Regions from separate parts of the Mus musculus genome. Here region 1 is linked to region 2. A link is a contact called in public promoter capture Hi-C data. All regions are on one chromosome and are shown on one strand. The core of a region is the stretch at or near the end of the contact, and the rest is flanking DNA. Distances in the headings are between cores, read along the strand shown.

Region 1 (3,626 bases), core at 1,078-3,577, 610 kb after region 2:
CACGTGGAGGACACGGGATGTTTGGAGGGTATAAATAAGATTCCACAGAGTGACAGAGACAGAGCTTGGCTTGCTGGTACAGCTAGCTGTGCAATGCTTGTGGGGCTCCCTGAGAGAGGCACAGCTGAGAGCTTCTCCTGGTGTTCCTGTTGGTCCCTCCTGCTGACTCCAGCAGAGGCTGTGGCCCAACTGTCCCTGCTAGGTCTTATCACTGCAATTGCCGACACAGCTCTACCAAACTGGACTGCTGGTGTATCTGTGAAGTGTTTGTGAGTGGATCAAGCTATTGCTGCCTGCTAACCTGTGAACTCAACTGCCGATTCCTAGACAACACAGACGGGAGTTGCTCCAAAGAACCTTTCTAAACAGGTCCACTTCCTCTGTATCCTTTCTTTTCCAATACCTCTGGTGGGTGATGGGTTACAAGGAAGGTTAAAGCATTTAAGAGTCATCAGTAAAAATAGGATTTGAAAAAATAAGAGCTTCAGAACAACCAATAGTTGGTGATTAAGTCTATCTAAAAGCACCATATTGATCTCTAAGCATCGATCGTTTTAAGTGACACGTGATCACACCAGCATTGTAGGGCAGAAATATAGTATGAGCTCCAAGGTGAACCACACACTTTTCCTGACAGCTACACTTTAAATAAAGTTAAAAGGAAGAGTGGTAGATAAACGCTATACATTTGTCACAGCACATTCCCAATAGTGACTCCGCGTGTCAGCTCGGGCACGCCCATTGTCACAAAGGTGCCAGGTGGTGGACATTGGTTGTAAGAGAGGCTGTGCATATGAGGGGCACTTTATGTTTTAGTACCGTCCATTCAGCTGGGCTATGAGCCTAGAACTGTTCCAGAAAGTAAAGCCTTAGTTGATAAGGGAAGAGGGTGGGGCAGAAACGATGTAATACAGTCCTCAGTGGTGTTTTGTTTTGTTGACAGGGTTTCTCTGTATAGCCCTGACTGTCCTGGAACTCACTTTGTAGACCAGGCTGGCCTTGAACTCAGAAATTCACCTGCCTCTGCCTCCCAAGTGCTGGGATTAAAGGCATGCACCACCACGCCCGGCTTGTCCTCAGTGTTTTTAATAAAGAAAGTCTGTTGTTTTGAAGAAGCACAAAGTAGTAGGGGCAGAGTGGGAAATACGTTCAGCCAGTTAGCCCCATGGCCTGAGTTCAGATATCTCAATTATTCACTGGGTCAAGCACTGTCTGAGACATTCTAAATACAATATGAGACTGGGTTCCTGTGCGCTTGATCAGGAAATCAGGGCCAGCCTTGGCTTCATTGTAAACTCAAGGTCAGCCTGAGCTGTATGAGATCCTGTCTTCAAAATAAGTAAATAAACACAATACGTTCATTAATCTTATCAAGAAGGCCAGCATGAGGGTTGGGGTGGGGGGGAGGCTCAGAAGTAAAAATGTCCTCACCCACAGACACGGGGCTAGTCGGGAGTAGTGTACAATCTGGACTCGAGGAGGGTGTCAAGACTTTGTTCTTTTCATTACAGTCATAGTTACCATCTGTCGCAGGAGAAAGCTGCTGTTAGTGACCTGAATAGAGGAATCTGGAAATAAGCAATTGGCTTCACTTCTGAACAGCAAGTCTCTAAACTGGACGAGCTATCTGTTCAAGGGCCAGGTAGCCAGGAAAAAGGGGGGGGTGGGGGGTGGGGGGCGTTTCTCCACAATGAATTCGCTTTGATTCCTAGGTCCTCTGGAACATTCTCCGGAGTAGCTGCTCAAAGATTCATCTCCAAATCCTCTCGAACCAATTCTGAATTTCAAGGCTCTCTAAGTCTAGTCATACAGGCTGCCCTGACCCTTTCTCTGAGTGCAATAGGTATTAACAGCGAAGCCAGCCTGTGAATCCGTGCCCTCAGCAGAGCCCTTTGGCTTTGAGGGGAGGCCAGGTAACACGCCTTCTTTAGGTCGAGGCAGCCTTTGGACAGGATAGTAAGAGTGTTCTGGAGGATTCAACTAGGGGTGCACGCCCTACAGTTCAGCTTTGACTTAGCCCTTGCAAATCAGACGGACCTGCAGAGTGATCTCGGCAGGCCAGTCGCCCCTGAGCTGCGGGCTCCCCACCCCCTATGTGCCCCGACACGGGACAGAGGCATTCCACAGGGGTCTCCAGCCTCTGACTTCCCGTTTGAAGACCGCAGCCCGGGAGCCCGAGTCCGAAGGCGACACACAGCTGGCCCATAACAAAGAGCCAGGGTCCAGGGCGCGCTGCCGCCCCCCGGGAGGTTTTGAAAACTCTGAGCGGCCGGGGCGGGGCTTCAGCGAGCCGCAGCCAATCACCAGAGAGCCAAGGCGCCGGGGGCGGGGCCTGGTGCCAGGGGTTGCTACGGCCAGGCTGGGTCCGAGCATCCCGCGGCTTCGGACCCACCCGGCCCGGACATGGCGAGCGTCCGGGCCTCCCCGCGCAGCGCGCTGCTACTTCTGCTGGCCGCGGCGGGGGTCGCGGAGGTGACGGGGGGCCTGGCCCCGGGCAGCGCGGGTGAGTAGCCGCGGGAGCCACGATCGGGGCGGTCCTGAGGAGTGCCTCAGCGCTCCAAGATGGCGCGGAGCCGGGGGCGGGGTGCGCGTGCCCCCAGACCCGCGGGCGGCGGTCAGGAACGCCGGGCTGGAGCCCGACCCGGAGGCCGCTCTCCGCCCTCGTCTTCTTCTCCCTGAAGATCTTGCGAACCCTGGGGTGGTGACTGGGGTTCGAGGCCTTGTTCTGTCACCTCCCAGACAGGGGCCCCTTGCCCTGCCGGACCCTGGTCCCTGGCCAGGGTCCCTGTCAGAAAACAGGGAGGTGCCTGGGCTCCGGATAGCACCGCTGGGCGGAAGGGATACGTAGGTGCAGCTCCCCTGCTGCTGCCCAGTCAGTTGTTGTCACTTGTTAATTTGACTGACTTGGCCTGAGTGGCGGTGAACTTTGATAGGGTCCACAAGGTTGCCTGGCGGGTGCACCGTGGGTCTGAGACCCGGCTGGGGGATGGGGTAAGGTGGGGTGGGGGTTGACTACACATCGATAAATCACCCCGTGGCGGCTTGGCTTCGGGAGAGAGGTGTGTTCTAGGGCTCTGTTAAAGCAGTTGCACCAGAGATGGATGGAAAGCTTGACCGCTTAGGATTGTCCTTCCTGCGCTTGCTCAGCGTTCGGATGTGACACGAACTCGTGCTTCCCGGGACACCTCAGGCTGATAGGTGGTGGAAGACAGGAGCGCTAAGCAGTTTGAATTCAGGCAGACAGGTTCAGAGGAGAGATGCGGGTGGGGCTGCATGTGCACAGAGGAACGTTGACATTCACCTAGAAGATGAGAAAAACCGAGTGTCTACCTATACTAGCCATCGAAAGATGAATGGAATTTTTATAACAAAAGTAACGGAGGAGTGTGTTGCTTACAGGGAGAGGCACTCAGGGGAAAAACATACCCAGTCTCAAGGAAGTTTTCAAGAAAGCCTGAGAAGTTAAAATTAAGGAGTTTTGGTTGATGCTTTATTTATTTATTTATTTATTTATTTTAAAGGAAGGCATTTGAAGAAGATTGTGACAGGAACCTGGGATTAGTTAATTATTTGAATTCTAAATTTAACTATAAACTAGTAAGGAAACCAATAGAAAAGGGACGAAA
Region 2 (3,591 bases), core at 397-2,896:
CCCTCCTAATTGTCCCCAGGGGCTGGGTTGGGTGGCTCACACTTTAAGACCAGCAGTTGGGAGACAAGCATTTGGATCTCTGTGAATCTGAGCCAGCTTGGTCCACATAGCAGTTCCAGGCTCCAGCTAAGAAAATGGAATGTCCCTGTGAACCTACTCTCTATTTTCTAGTCCACTAGTCTAGTTAAGGGGCTTGACTGGGTTCATTTTCTCTGCCAGTTAAAGAACTACAAGGCAGAGGGAGAAAAATCTCGACCATGACAGGTAGCTGTAGAGAAATTGCAAAAGGGCAGATTCAGCAGTCAGAAGAAAGCTTTTTATTAAAAGTGAGAAAATATTCCCATTCAGCAGGGACACAGAGAAAGACCCTCCTGCAAAGCAGAAGTCCAGCTTCTTGATGGCTAGGAACTTGTAAAGTGTGAAGGGGCTTCCTCTCCTAATTTGGGGTTGGTTGGCCCATAACTGTTGTGTAAATATGTCCTGATCTGGCCTTGAGCTTGCTGAGGCACTCCATCAGCAGGGGCTCCACTGACAGGAGGAGGTAAAAAAAAATCCCACAAGACAATATTATTATTATTATTATTATTATTATTATTATTATTATTATTATTATTATTTATTTCCAGACCTTTGTCTCAGGTCAAGAGGGTGAAGAAGCAGCCAGGCATCTTGGAAGTTCACAGTCTTTATTACTTAGTCATGGCCCCTCTCATATATTTGCCTATCAGGAACTCTAACTCCTAGTTCCTCGTAGTATTTTTTATTTCCCCTCCTCTGCATCACTGATAAACCCCAGCCTTTGTTCCTGCTCCCTCTCTCTTTTTAAAAAGTACTTTAAAGTTTTATTTACATTTATGTGAGTGTTTTGCCTGCATGTATGCATGCACCACCTGGGTGCCTGGTACCCACAGAGGTCAAAAGAAGGCATCTGATCCTGGCACTGGAGTTGTGGATGGTTGTGAAACACCATATGGATGTTCTCTGCAAGAACAAGTGCTTTTAACCACTAAGCCATCTCTCTGGGTCCGTCCTCTTTCCTCTTCAGTTAAAAGCCACTTGGTCTTGCGAAGATTATATGCCCCAGTACAGGGGAATGCCAGGGCCAGGAAGGGGGTGTGGGTGGGTTGGGGAGCAGGGCAAGGGGGTGGGGTTGGTATTGGGGACTTAGGGGATATCATTTGAAATGTAAATGAAGAAAATCTAATTTAAAAAAAAAAAGCTACTCAGTGGTCACAGTGGCTTCTAAGCTAAAACTTAAACCCCTCCAGGAGTGCCCTCCACATACCCATCACACATACCCATACACACAATTCCGCAGCTGAATTTGCCCTCAGTGCCATTTTACATTCTTGTGTCCATTCTTGTTAATTTCCAGTCACCCCTTCCACACTACCTTTCAGTCTGTCACCTCTGGGAAGCCATCTGGACCCCACCAACTCTGGGCAGCACGCCCCTTTGTTATTCTCCCCTCATTAGCATGCAGTTAGCCCCTGGAAGGATCTGAGGATTTCATCTCAGGACTTGGCCATCTCAGGGATTTAGGACTCAACTACTTCAAAGCCAGACTTTCCAGCTTCAGTATCTGCAGAAAGGGGCGTGGCGGGAGACGAGCTCGCGGCAGCGCGTGGGCGGGCGGGTCCAGCTCTGGGCGGAAGCTGTGGTTCTGTGGCACAAGCGCAGAAAGGTGCGTTAAGATGGAGGTTGCTGGAGTAGGAGGCTGTGAGGCGACGGTAAGTAGGGGGCGCCCGAGGAGAAGTTACGGTTTTCTTTCTGACAGCATTGCTTGGAGACCTTATGTTACTTGAACTACCGAGTGGTTATTCATCCTCCTACTTCTTTGAGAATTATTGTAATACTCACCAAGAGAACTCTGTCAGTACTCCTCAGATATACAGGTTTCCCTGGCACTCCCTGAGATGTCTATCCAGACATTTCCAAAGAGTCTTTATCCTCCCCCAGGTTGCTCCCACAGGGCACACATTTGTCCATTTATTCCGTAAAGCAGGTTAACCCTAAGTCTCCCAGCTGTGTCATATCCCTGGTAGCTAAGGAAATTTGCTCATTTCCCCAAGACTCTTAATATTCCTGGGCATTTGCTATCATTCTTTTCCTTTTAATGCCTACTTGGCAGGAAAAATTAAACTCTCTACCACGAACTTTCTAATGTGAATAAGTAGGTGTCTATCTATCTGAGGAACTGCCAAGGTAGACATTCTTTCTTTGCTTCGAAACAGGGTCTTGATGGATAGCCCTAACTGGCTTAAAACTCACTGCATAGACCAGACTGCCCTAGAACTTGTACTGATCCTCCTGCCTCTGCCTCCCTGCTGCTACGATCACAAGTATAAATTGTACTTGGTGTCCTTGAAGGCCATCAGATCCCTTGGGACCGTAGTTAGAGACAGATAGGAGCTGCCATGTGGATGCTGGGACCCCAATGCCACTGAGAGAGCAGTCTCTCTCCAGCCAGCCCCTTGATACAGTTTTAAACAAAAGAAAAGTAGGAAAATTTTCAGGTTAGAAGGTCTGAACTAGTGGATTTTTAAAGGATAGAATTACTCCCTTTAGCATGTTTTGACTGACCCCTGCATGGTCTTTCCAGACCCAAGAGCAAAAAGACAAAGCTGAAAAAGCAACATAAAATGGCAAAGATGTATTGAAGCTGGAATCAGAAGATATAAATGTGGGTCTCAGCTCTGATACATGCTGTTCACGAGTCTGGTCTTTAGTGTAACAGTTTGCTGGATTGTTATTTGGAGTGGTAATTCCTTCCATATCTAACTCAGACGGGTGAAGTGGACTCATATACATAAAAGAACTTTGAAAATATACATTTTCTCTATGTGAATAAAGAAGTATTATGCAGGAGCCTCTATGTTCTGAAAAAGTAACTTTTTTTTGTTTTTTGGTTTTTAGACAGGGTTTCTCTGTATAGCCAACTCAGAAATCTGCCTGCCTCTGCCTCCCTAGTGCTGGGACTAAAGGGGTGTGCCACCACGCCTGGCCTGAAAAAGTAACTTTTAAGGAATTTGTTTTGCTTAGTCCCAAGTTCAAGGAAAGTATATTTGTTGAGCAATTACTGTATATGTCAGGTATTCATCTAGGTCCAGGCCCTAGCATTGGATAAGAGACAACTCATAAATTTAGGGGTGGTCATCAGCATATTAATTACTTAAGTATCTAATGCAGACTCAACAGCATATTGAAGCAGTAGGAAGAATCTAAATTTAGAGTTACCTCTGCTGCTGTATAACTATGAAAAAGACTCTTCTATGTCAACCTGAATATCAGCATCGGTGTAAGAAAGAGTTAAGGTGACCTCAGATGTTCTTTTCAGTTGAACTTACCTAACGTAATGAGTTTATAGCCTTCCAAGAATGGCCATATTGAAAAAGCTGAACAGTCTGACTGTAAGAACAAGTAAGTACTAAAGTCACGCTAGGTTCAGCACAGCAGTAGTAAACAATAGAGTTGCCCTGTTTGATATAGAATGCTCAGAGACTTCACTGAAGATTAGGAAGTATGGAGACTTTGGAGTAGAAAAAAGGGCGTGGGCCCTTGCAGGTACTGGAACCTGAATGGAACTTCAAA

The links. Promoter capture Hi-C pulls out the DNA fragments that hold promoters and counts their contacts.
Region 1: a promoter capture Hi-C map of second pharyngeal arch cranial neural crest shows a contact between it and region 2. The contact joins the promoter of Reck here to the promoter of Atp8b5 in region 2. A contact is called at or near these places in 7 of 39 promoter capture datasets (the C10 cell line, cranial neural crest, hippocampal neurons and 3 more) and 1 of 115 datasets of contacts at active chromatin or transcription factors (embryonic hindbrain).

What each region holds. Positions count from the first base shown.
Region 1 is chr4:43,873,203-43,876,828 of GRCm38.p6, forward strand. Reck (reversion-inducing-cysteine-rich protein with kazal motifs) reads left to right here and starts at 2,328. Exons shown (of 21, transcript NM_016678.2): 1 at 2,328-2,503. The coding sequence starts at 2,404.
Region 2 is chr4:43,265,513-43,269,103 of GRCm38.p6, forward strand. It overlaps Atp8b5 (ATPase, class I, type 8B, member 5), which reads left to right and starts at 1,647. Exons shown (of 29, transcript NM_177195.3): 1 at 1,647-1,730.